2 separate regions of the Mus musculus genome follow, and region 1 is linked to region 2. A link is a contact called in public Hi-C data. All regions are on one chromosome and are shown on one strand. The core of a region is the stretch at or near the end of the contact, and the rest is flanking DNA. Distances in the headings are between cores, read along the strand shown.

What was found. A called contact is a pair of places that touch in the nucleus more often than the background predicts.
Region 1: a Hi-C map of pro-B cells shows a contact between it and region 2, with 3 times the contacts expected there. The contact joins two enhancer-like sites. A contact is called at or near these places in 1 of 15 datasets of contacts at CTCF or cohesin (the NIH/3T3 cell line), 2 of 484 Hi-C or Micro-C datasets (Th1 cells and pro-B cells) and 3 of 115 datasets of contacts at active chromatin or transcription factors (CD8 T cells, embryonic stem cells and memory CD8 T cells).

What each region holds. Positions count from the first base shown.
Region 1 is chr2:31,294,138-31,300,169 of GRCm38.p6, forward strand. Ncs1 (neuronal calcium sensor 1) reads left to right here. Exons shown (of 8, transcript NM_019681.3): 8 at 1-1,335. Among named protein-coding and RNA genes, the nearest start is that of Hmcn2, 17 kb to the right of the region's middle. Within about 2 kb of position 4,109, at least 129 of the 459 cell types and tissues checked have an H3K27ac peak or open chromatin away from gene starts, as enhancers often do. A contact at or near this core is called in pro-B cells, where this site is marked.
Region 2 is chr2:31,072,455-31,078,693 of GRCm38.p6, forward strand. The region is part of intron 6 of Fnbp1 (formin binding protein 1); the gene reads right to left. Among named protein-coding and RNA genes, the nearest start is that of Fnbp1, 66 kb to the right of the region's middle. Within about 2 kb of position 4,052, at least 86 of the 459 cell types and tissues checked have an H3K27ac peak or open chromatin away from gene starts, as enhancers often do. A contact at or near this core is called in pro-B cells, where this site is marked.

The DNA.
Region 1 (6,032 bases), core at 2,859-5,358, 220 kb after region 2:
AGCTAGTCCATGCACACTCCCTCTTCCTGGGTAGACCCTTTGCTCATGCTGTGCCCATTGCTAGCCCACCAGATCCCACAGGGAAATTTTCTTTGAGACCTCTTTGGGTCATCTTCCTGCTTGATCCCTGACATGTCCTAGAGAGTAGATGTGGTGTCATAGGTTGAGAGGCCCTCTCTCTGGTCTCTGGAGACTCAGCTGTCCCTCTGTCAGTGGACATTTTTGGTGGCATCAAGACCCAGTGATTCCAAGCTGAGGAGAGGCTCCTCAGCTAAGGTGTTCACTTTTTTCTGTGGGTCCAGGCTTCCTCTCAGGATCTCGGCTTTTTGGTTTGTAGCCTTCAGTGTGGCTTTTGGTCTTCACAGTTTATGTCCTTGGGTCCAAGCCTCGGACTTTGAGACAGCCCTGGGCTGCCTTTTCCTGGCAGGGTGTGGGACACTGTTTTTGTTCAAGGACGCGTGCTGACTGATGTCTGTCTCTCTTTCACCAGCAGTTAGCTGAGGCACACAGCACGCCCAGAATCTGAGGCCAGGCCTCTTCTGTGCAGCCTGAGGACCTCTCCAAGTTCATTTCCACAGAGGCCCCACCCCATCTGATGCTGCTTTCTTTAGGGGTGTGGTCCAGCCAGTGAGGCCAGGCCCCTGGTACCTCGGCAGACCCTCCTTTCTAGGGCCAGGAATGCTGTGACCCCCTCTTCCCAGCATCTGCTGCCCACCTTGTGTCGACGGTGACTTGGGAGCCTATCACGACTTTTCAGTATCTAGCCAGGTTTAAAATAACAAGGCAAATGTATGCAGCATTGACATCTCTTTCTTTAAATGGTCTACAGTTTGACAGGCCATTTCCTAGGAAGCTGTGTTTCCTTTGCACTTTGGGGGACCTTGTCTCTTCTAGGAGATAGTGGGGTGTGCAGTCCCTGGGGATCCCTGGCATCTCTCCTGAGAAAGCCCCCACTGCTGGCCAAGCAGAAAGCCTCCAAGATTCTTTCCAGTGTGTTTCTGCATTTACATGATCTAAAGATGCATGGGGACGCCCCCTGGTGGTGATGAGCCGCAGTGGCACCCGGGGATGCAGTGGTCCAGCCAGAGGTGAGGCTAGAGGTGGGAAGGCCAAGGTGGGGGCTGTGATTTCCGAGGTCCTGGGCCCCCAGCCCTACATATCTGGCAGCATGCCTCCCACCCACACCTCTGCTAGGTCAGCTGGGACTGGCAAGGTAGTTGGCATAAGGGCACAGTGGGAAGCTTTGCCCTCCCAACTTTAATTTTTTAAAAAAATATCTGCAGAATAAATCCAATGGTTAATTTTTGAATGAATAAAAGGCTTTTGTTGAATAAACAGTTGGTCCCATCTTCTGTGTTGGCATTAGGTTCAGGTTTTGTCTGCTTCCTAGGGTGGGGGCCCCACCCAACACCCTTTACCTCTGCATTCCCGGACCAAGTCTCCAGATTCCTTCAGGACGTTGGAGGAGTCACGTTACTCATTGGATCTGTTTCTCCATGCCTCAGAAAGAGGTCAGCCACCTTGCAGGGGTGACAGGCCAGCGTTGTGTGGGTTGGTGCTCCTAGGGGTTCCTACAGCTCCCGACGGATTTTTAGGTGACTTAAAAACCAAATCTAGAGAAGGTGATGTTTTCACTCTGGTTGTTTGCATCCTTCCCTGCTTGTGTTCCCAGCACCCTCGGTGTCTCTTTTTGGGGTGCCGTCCTGTCTATGTCTTGGGGGACATAGGGAGGCCCTCGCCTGGTGGTGCAGGCCAAGGGTGATAGGCTTTGTCGCATGTCCGGGTCTCCTCCCTGCTCCCGATGTATGTCGTCTGTGTCTGGCCGATTAAACATGCTTCCTGGACCTCCCCACCTCCCTGTGTGAGCCTGGTGCTTTGTCTGTTTCTGTGTTTCTGTCTGCTTTAGATTTCTTTCTCCCAGGACAGTCTTGCTCTCGCTTTGGGTGTGGTCTGCTCAGGATACCCCAGAGAAAGCCCATGCAAGGTATCAACTCAGTTTGCTGGGTTAAGAGTCCAGTGGTGATGGGGTTGGAGAGAGCACTGATCTATCTTCTGTCATTCCTGAGTCAATTCCCAGCAACCACATGGTGGCTCACAACCATCTGTAATGGCATCTGACGCCCTCTTCTGGTGTGTCTGAAGACAGTGACAGTGTACTCACATATATAAATAAGTAAATTAAAAAAATAAAAGGGTGCCCTGGTGACCAGGGAGCAGCAGGTGAGCAGGTCACAGGTTCACCCTGTAGCACCCCCTCCTGCATACCCCATCTGCTGGGGTCACCTAGGGGCCACACTGCTGTATATGGGTGGATACATACATACATTCGCCTGAGGCCTGTTGGTCTGAAAGTCAGAGGTCAGAACCTTGTATCTCCTCCTCCCAACAGGGCTAGTCTCCACCCACCTCCCCTCCAGCTGTACCTTCTCCCCATAGTCTCAAACCAGTTAGGTTCTCAGCAGCTGGGGATGGGCCAGAGGAAGCTGCACTCCTCCTGACAGCCCAACAAGACACCCTATGGGATGTCACCTGGTCAAAGCTTCTCAAAGTGTGGTCCCCCAGCCGTGTCAGCGTAACCTGGCATCTTACTGGGAATGCAGTTTTCTTGGGATTTGGCTGAGACCTGCGTTTCTCAGAGACCCTTGGTGGCGGCGGCAGGGGTTGTGGTGGGCTGTCTCCAATCATATCTCCCCTGTCTTGTGCTGATGAGCAAGCTGTGGAGCAGGATTTAGTAAGAGCTTGTGACTGATGGTCTCTGTTCAAGAGAGCCTGTTACCGAGGAGGGTCTCAGTCCTCAGGAACTGTCCCTAGGTGGAAGCTGGAGGCCACTTACAGAGCCCAACCATATTGCATCCATGGAAGCGTCGAAAATCGATGGGGCTGAGAGATGCATCAGTAGTGGGATGCCTCCTCTGAACGCATGAGGACCTGAGTTCAAATCCCCAGCCCCATGTAACAGGCATAGCTGTGCAGGGTGCAAGGGAAGCCGGGCAGGCACATGGGTATGCTTGCTGTGGAGGCTGCCTGCTGGCAGATCTGGAGGGACAGCTTAGGGGCTCTGAGGGCTGAGAGCACTGGCTGGCACATCCATCCTGCCTCACATCGCCCTGGACAGGCAGGCCTTGACCTTAGTGGGTGACTTACTGTGCTGGTTTCACCTAGGAATTCTCCCTCCTCCCAGGGGAGTGAGCTCTCTATGGTAGCTCAGCTGGTTTCCTTCCCAGTGGGAGTCTTCCACCTCCCCCTTCCTCACTCCAATATACAGGGCAGAAACATCATAGTGGAGAAATTTTTATTTACACTCGTGGTGAGATTTTAGTCTACCATGGCTGGGAAGATATGGTGGTGGGAGTGCAGGCAGGTCCTCCTCAGGCTTACTCAAACCAGGGAGCAGAGAACTACCTCCAAACCAGAAGGGGATTAGTAATCTCTAAGGTCCAGGGCACGTCTGCCAGCTAAGCTGTCTACAGGCCAAAAGTTCTACAAAACTCCAAAACAGAACCACTAGGCAGGGACCAATACCAGTGTTTAATGTACTGGTTTGCAGGGGACACCTCACAGTCGAACCATAACAAAATACCCAGGGCACCACTTGGGGTGAACAGGACCGGGCAGAGAGGAGCGGGAGGTGGGGATGGTGGTATAGATTCAAAGGAGGATCCCTGCAGTGGTCACTGCCTCCCTGCCCTCCTCAGCAGCCGGTCTGCCCTCTCCCACCCTGCCTGACATCCATCCACCTTGTCCTCTTGGCTATCTTCTGGCCATAGTGGTGGGCATAGAAAGAGCATCAAAATCCTCTGAGTTTGGGAAACTGAGCTCTTGGAAAGTTGTTGCCTCCTGCACTTCCTTTCATCAGGGCGGGGTGTGGAGCAAAGGACTACATTTCCCAGCCTCCCTTGGGCAAGGGCGGCCATGTGGTTCAGTTCTAACCAATGGAGTGAGAGCAAAGAAACTTGCTTCACCCTCTTTGAGTCCGTTGGGCCAGACTCCAAAAAAACAAAAAACAAAACGAGCGTTTCTGGGATCTCGTCCCCATCCCCGTCGCCACACAAGCCCAAGACTGAGTTTGTCTAGGAAGAGAAATGCACGCGTGTCTTGACTACGCCGTCTCGGGTCTCTGTCACCAGTCTGATTTAGATCATCTCCAAAAGATTGTGTGTGCCTTTGGGTGGATTTAACGATCCGATGTCTCTTCTAAGTATTTGCATGTAAATTCTCCTTTGCCAAGACGATTAAATAAAAACAAACAGACAAACAAACAAACAACAACTGTACCTGCGTGGGACGAAGTTTCAGGTCATTGTTTTGTCTCCTCCCTTCCCCGTCTCCCTTTCTCCTCCTTCCCCAGGGTATCCTCTGCCTCCTTTAAAGTCCAGAGGATGGATGTTTCCAGGACAAAGGATCCCGTGGGGGACATCTCTGCTTTGCCGAGAGACTTAGGATCTAGTGGCTGTGGACTGGCCAGGGTATCCACTTGGAGTCTACCAGGAGGTGTCCAGGAAGGACTTTGTAGGGACCCTTCGGTCAGGGACCAGGGCTCATGGTCTGTTTCATCTTCTGTCTCAGAAATTGTGTCCTTTCCCCTGGTGAGACCCCAGGCTAGCCACTCACTTCTGCAGATCTCAGGGGTCAAACCATTCCTGAGTCCTGAAATCCACTCCCTCCCCCCGCCCCCCTGCCTCTGGAAAATCAGGAAGAGTGGGAGTGGTGGTGACTTCTGGAACAATCCTGGGATAGAGGAGGTCTTAGTGCTCTATTGCTGAGGGAAACCTTAACCACACAACTCCTATAAAAGAAAACATTTTATTGGGGCTGGCTTAGAGTTTCAGAGGCTTAGTCTATTATCTATTAGCGTGGTGGCACACAGGCAGGCATGGTGCTGTAGAGGGAGCTGAGAGCTCTGCATCTGAAATCCCAAGGCTGTATCCACAGTGACAGACTCCCTCCAACCAGGGTGGACCTCCTAATCTCTGTCACGTATCGGCACTCCTTGATAAGCAAGTGTTCAAATATATGAGCCTTTGCGGGGGGGGGGGGGGTCCTATTCAAACCACCACAAAGAGCTGGTCCTGGATTAGCCCCTGGACCCCCCAATTTTCCAACGGGAGAGGTGGAGAAGGTAGGGAGACGAGTGATCACTTCTGGGTGCTTGCACTCCTTGCACACAGCTCCTCTTCTCTGTGCTTCCCAGGAAGCCTGGTGGAATGGCTCCTCTATGTAAGTCCCCATTTTAACATTTAGCAGATGAATGAGTGGTCATTCTGATACTCACAGCTGACCCTAGATCCTTTCTGTACCCGGATTCTCCGCTTTAGCTCATTTAATACTTGCAGGAACACCCTCTAGAGGCTGTGACTGGTATTACACTCACATTTTATAGACAAAGCTGCCTTTGCTCTTAAGAGGGTCGACAGCCATTGCAAGGGGCTTCCAGGCTCCAGACAAGCTGTCTTTGCCTTTGGTCTCTGCAGGTGTCCTGGACCTGAGCAGTAAGGAGTGAGGACTGTGGGGAGATCCTATGTCTGGTGGGAGATCAGAGGTGGGTGGGTGTGGTGTGGGGGTCCTGGGCAGAAGTAGATGTGTCTGGGAGTGAGGCCCCCGAAGTACAGGAATGGTGATGGTAAGCTTGGGCAGGCATGGTCCAAAGGTCCCTTCTGGACACACCTGAGCTGCTGACAGGTTGGACCTGGAATTTGCTTTTTGCAGTCCACCTGACAGAAGGAAGCAGGGCCCTTGTGCTGGTATGTGGTGGCCACTGGTGCGGTCACCTTCTGAGCTCACAGCAGCTGTTTGTCCCTCCCCATCCATGGTTTTGCTGCCATTGCTCCTGTATGTGGTGACTACAGTCACCGTCCTCAACGGATCCCAGAGAGGTTTAGTGACTCGCTTGGGGTCACACAGCTAATGGACACTAGAGCTGGGATATGTGGCTAAGCTTGCTGGCCACTAATCCTGACTGTCTCTGTGATTCATCACCTTTGGCGTGACGTCCTCTCCCTGGGGTCGCCTGGAGCTGGCACTTGTCAGAATTT
Region 2 (6,239 bases), core at 2,802-5,301:
GTGAGTAATAGCTGTTCCTTTAGAAGGAACCTAGGCTGCCTGGTCCAGGCTAGTTTACACCTCTGTGTTTTGGATCTTCACACCTTGTACTGATTCCCACTTGTTGGTTTTAGTAGCCCGCTCACTTACTCTCTTCTGCTTCTCTCATATCAAGAGCCTTGGCTGACAGCAAGGAGTTTATTCAGTGCAGCACAGTGGTAGAGCCACCTGGCAAGAACCATGACCCATGACCACGTAGCACAGAATCCCCCCCCACTCCCGTCCCAACCCCCAATACTGGCAATGCCCATGTAGGCTACCTGACGTTTAACACATTCTCAGCTCCATTCTTTTCCATTTGTATGGCTGTGGGATGATGATGATGGGGAAGGCTCAGACTAATGCATTTTCAGTGCACGCTTTTTGAGGAAGGGGCTTCAGAGCATCCCAGAAGGTCACAATCACCCTACATCCAGCTTCTGAGACGCTTCAGGGTCCCCCATCCTCTCTTGCAAGGCCACATGTGCAGTGGGCCTTCTGTAGTGCAAGAGTTCTCCATGGCCCAGCCACTCTGCCTCTAAGCCACCTTTTCAATTCCTCCCCTCCTTCCTGTTTGAGTCTATTCCTATATAAGTTATGTGTGTGTGTCATAGTGCACACATGGGGGTCAGTGGACAACGTGTGCGAGAGAGTTGAGTCCCTAAGACTAAACCCGGGTCAACAGGATTGGTGGCTAATGCCTTTACCTGCTGAGCCATCTCAACAGTCCATCATCTTCTCTTTCTCTCTCTTTCAAAATTGTGGGTATTTTTGTTTTTGTTTTTTTGAGAAAGAATCTTACTATGTGACCGTTGTTGACCTCCAACTCACTATGTAGCACATACTGGCCTCAAACTCACAATCCTACTGCCCCAGCATCTCAAGTACTAGGAGTATAGACAGACTGTATCACACCACCGTGCCACGTCAGTCTTGAATGTAAACTTGATTGGACTGAGAACTACCCATGAGGTGAGGCACTTCTGGGTGAGTCTCAAGGGCTTGTCCACAGAGGGAGATGAGGGTTCTGGCACAGCCAATGGACTAAGCCTTCCATTGAGTTAGCATTTGAGCAGACCACTGGGAGAGGATGGGCCGTCTCAGGTGAGGCGTGGCTAGAGGAAGCAGGTCCCTGTTTCTGAAGAGCTCTTGTCCTGCCCTCTGTCTGGGTCTCTTTTTGCTGGTTTCTGTGATGGGAGCTGCTCCTCTATACCATGCTTATTCTGCTAGGACAGAAAGAAACTTCTAGAACCTTGAGCAAAGCCTTTCCTCCCTCTAGCTGTTTCTGCCAGGCCTTTGGTCACAGTGATGATGACACTAACAGGCCACTTGCTTTTCACGGAATGTTCGCCATCCATATCCGACACTCTTTGTGTGTCTTCTCTTAGTCGGAGTCCTCATGAAGGCATCTATTATGACCTAACTAGTGCGAAGCAGTACTTGCCCAATGAGTGCTCTTCTGAACGTCTAGATGCTTGCAACTCCTTGAGGCCACCTATATTCACTTGATTAGCAGAGCATTAAAGCCATGTGTAGTGGCCACGTGCCTTGGATCCCAACATTTGTGAGCCTGAAGCATGAGGACTGTGAGCTGGAGGTTAGCCTGGGCTACTTAGCAAACTGTGCTCTCAAAAACCTAATGTCGGTTGGCGAAATGGTTCAGTGGGTAAAACACTTGTATGCTTGATGGCCTGAGTTTGGTCTGAAAAATTCACAGTGGAGAGTACTGTCTCCCAAAAGCTGTCCTCTGACCTTTGTGTGAGATCCGTGGCACACACATGTGGTCCTGTAGGAGAGGGCTAGGCCACCCCACTTAGCATTCATCACAGGCCACGGAGACCTCAGACAGCCCCCGAGGTGTATAATCCTATTCCTTAAGAAGGAAACCTCAGAGATAAAGTAAATTGCCTCCGCTCTTCCCATTAGTAAGGCAGGGATACACTCTCTGAGCCGTGGACGGCTTCCTGCCCCTGCAGGAGCTAAAATGTTTGGGGTTCACTGGATATTTTTGCAAATTAACTCAAAAGCTGCAGCTTTGCTTTTAGAAGGAAATGCAGTCTCCACAGCTCTGACCCCTGATTATAGCCCAGAAACAAACACAGAATAACAAAGTATCTTTTAGGGACCCACTTATAAAAGACCAATATCTACGATTTTCCTTTTAGTTTTCTACAAATTTCTCTTGGTTTAAATGAAAAGTATTTTAGCTTGGTGTGTCTCAGGAACTTGGTAGGCAGAGGAAAACCGATCTGTGGGTTTGAGGGCAGCCTGGTCTAAAGAGTGATACCCTGTCTCAAGAAAGACAAGTATTGGGCTAGAGAGAAGGCTCAGCAGGTAAGAACACTGACTGCTCTTCCTAAGGTCCTGAGTTCAAATCCCAGCAACCACATGGTGGCTCACAACCACACCTGACGCTCTCTTCTGGCACTTCTGAAAACAGCTACAGTGTACTTATGTATAATAGTAAATAAGATCTTAAAAAACAAAACAAAGCCAAAAAAACAAAAAACCACTGGTTGCTTTTCCAAATGACCAAGTTTCAATTCCCATGACATACATGGCATTGTCTGTAACTTCAGTTCCAGGGGATCTGATACCCTCTCACAGACACACATGAATGCAAAACACTAATGTACCTAAATATAAATGTACCTAAAGATAAATAAATCATTGCTGGGTAGTGGTGGTGGTGGCACATGCCTTTAATCCCAGCATTCAGGAGGCAGAGACGGGTGGCTCTCTGAGTTTGAGGTCAGCCTGGTCTACATTGCAAGTTCTAAGACATCCAGGGTTACAACAGAGAAACCCTGTCTCAACCTCCTCCTAACCCCCACCCCCAAAAGCAAAGAAAGTGTTTTTAAATTCTTCTAGGTTCCAAGATGAAGCTGCAGTTGCAAAATATATTTCCTGCATTTGTACCAACTAGTTCCTAGTTCCTCTTTTGATCTTTCTTTCTTTCTTTTTTTTTTTTTTTTATTGTTTTCTAGATTGCTGCCAGGCTATGGGTGTCCCAGGTACTGACAGGACCACACCATTGCTGTCTTTAAGAAACTTGCTGGGGGCTGGCGAGATGGCTCAGTGGTTAAGAGCATCAACTGCTTTTCCGAAGGTCCCGAGTTCAAATCCCAGCAACCACATGGTGGCTCACAACCACCCGTAAAGAAATCTGATGCCTTCTTCTGGAAGATCTGAGGACAGCTACAGTGTACTTACATATAATAAATAAATCTTTAAAAAAAAAAAAAGAAAGAAAGAAACTTGCCTTCCCGGGAGGAAGAGGCAGGCGGATTTCTCAGTTTGAGGCCAGCCTGGTCTACAAAGTGAGTTCCAGGACAAACAAACAAACAAACAAACAAAAAAACAACCAAAAAACTTGCCTTCCATGGCCTTCCTGAGTCCTGCAGGATTCCGTCAGAGAACTAGTCAGACACTTTCATCCAAAACAAAATTAGGGGCAAGCGAGAAAGATGCTTACACATTCAATAAAGATGCAACTCAGTTGCCCAGGGACTGCAGAGGAAGCACGCAACCATGTCATTCCAGATGTGTCCAAAAGCTGAAGGAGCGGCGAGCTGGAGACACACACTATTTCCTCAAATGGTAAAGCAATTTAACACTCTGCCGCCCATCTGTATCCAGTCTCAGCAGATCTGCGCCCCTGGCCCCTGCTTCAAGCACTAGAACTGGGTTCTTAGGGTGGCTGTGTCCTAGGCTGCCCATGGCAAGGGTCTTAAGATAATTACCAGACAATTGTGTGAGCAAAGTACCTTCTTGCTTAATAATGGCAGAGGTTCTTGGCTTCAATTTAATTTTTCTCTTTAAAACAGTTTATCATATAATCTAAGACCATTAAAACACACCACATATACACACACTCTCACATGATCTATGGACATCTAAAATATTCTATTTTATTTTTAATTGTGAGTGTGTGTGCGTGTATATGTGTGTGTATTCTGTAGGGACCTGAGGAAGACAGACGAGAGCGTCAGATCCCATAGAGCTGGAATTACATGCAGTCATGAGCTTGCTGTGGGTTCTGGGGAACTAAACTCTGGTTCTCAGCCAAAGCAGAGCACACTCTTAACCACTGAGTCATCGCTCCAGCCCCACAACACTTTTTTGTTTTTTGGTTTTTCGAGACAGGGTTCTCTGTATGGCCCTGCTGTCCTGGAACTCATTCTGTAGACCAGGCTGGCCTCGAACTCAGAAATCCACCTGCCTCTGCCTCCCAAATGCTGGGATTAAAGGTGTGCGCCACCACTGCCCGGCCACTTTTTTTTCCCCCAAGACAGGGTTTCTCTGTATAGCCCTGGCTGTCCTGGAACTTGTTCTACAGACCAGGCTGGCCTTCAACTCAGAGATCCACCTGCCTCTGCCTCCTGAGTGCTGGGATTAACAGCATGTACAGCATCCTATCTCTGACACATTTCCTTAACTGATGTTTTCTATGGGAGGACATAGCTCACTGTGGGCGGTGCCAGCCCTGGGAAGGTGGTCATGGTAGTATAAGGAAGCAGGCTGAGCAAGCCACGGGGAGCACCCAGTAAGCAGCACCCCTCCGCGGCCTCCGAGTTCTCGTCCTTACTTTCCTTCATCACGGATTGTAAGTAACAAGATGCAATTCCTCTTTTCCTCCTCACGTTGCTTTTGGTTATGGTATTTTGGTTATGGTATTTACCAAGGCAATGAAAAGGCAAACCAGCACAGGCTTCACAGTGAGTTCCGAGCCAGGGCTACAGAGTGAGACCCTGTCTCTCTCTCTCTCTCTCTCTCTCTCTCTCTCTCACACACACACACACACACACACACACACAAAAGGAATCAAAACTAAAGCCTGAAATCAGGGGTGAGCAAGATTGCTCAGAGGGTAAAGGTGCTTGCGGCCAAGTCTGACAATCTCCAGAGCCCACATGGTGGAAAGAGAAACCCAACTCCTGAAAGCTGTCCTTTGACCTCGACTGGTGAGCTAATCCCCCCCCCATGAATATCTAAATACAAAGACAAATGTAAAATGCTGGACTTAGCTTCGTGGGAAAAAGTGAGAGATTCTAATTCCATGCCCAGGACCTAAATCAACCACACCCCAGCTTCCACTCCTCTGTCCATACTGCTTATAATTCTCCCTTCATAAAGACTCAGGCCCACCTCCTGTCCAACTTCAAAATGGAGACATCTGTGTTATGGCTTCAACGCAACTACCTTCAAACTCTTAAAACTTTTATGCTTTTATTGCCCTTACTTCCGGGAGGGGTGATCTGAGAGTCTTTCTCTGTCTCCTAGGCTGGCCTGGAATTTGCTGTGTTGCCCACACTGGGCGTGAACGATCACCCTGAGTGCTGGTGTTACAGCTGTGATGTTCCCCCCCACCACCATACTTTTAGAAGTCATCTTACCATAGAAAAATGGGAGGCACAGTCTCACAGAAACCGGTCTGCTCTTTGGAATTTATATTGAGAATTCTAGTCTAATTTAACCTTTTTGTTTTGTTTTGTTTTGTGGTTGGTCTGGAATTGGTAGACAAGCCTGGCCTCACAGTCATGGAGCTCCACCTGCCTCTGCCTCCCGAGTGCTGGGACTAAAGCTGAGAGTCACCACACCTGGCAATAATTTAACTTTTCAGTATTTCCTCAAATTGAGTCATGTAACAAAAAGCCCTCAGGATTAGACCAGAGAGAAGGTCGCCCAGGTGGCAATGGCGCGCACCTTGTGTCCTAGCAGGCGGATCTCAGTTGGAGGCCACAAAATGAGTTCCAGGACTACAGAGTGAAACTTTGTCTCCCCCAACCATGCCCCCCCCCACACACACACAAAGGAAAAAGGAAGAAGGGGAGGGAGGAGTGAACACACAATAAACATCTAGAGAGTTCTGCCTTGTCACCCCTCTCGAAGTGTGGAGAGAAGCCGCACAAACTCTTTGTGGCTAAGAGAGACCATACATTGAGACTGGAACCACAGAAGAATTGTATTTCCAAGAAAAGTAAAGGGTCAGGAGATGGCTCAGTGGTAAAGACATCTGCTGCCAAGCCTGACAATCCAAGCTCTGTCGCCAGCACCCACACAGTTGAGGGAGAGAACCAACTCCTGAAGAGCACTGTGGGACACACACACTCATACACACACACTCATACACACGTGCACACACTCATACACACACTCACACACACACACACTCACACATGCACACACATACACACACACTCATACACATACATACACAC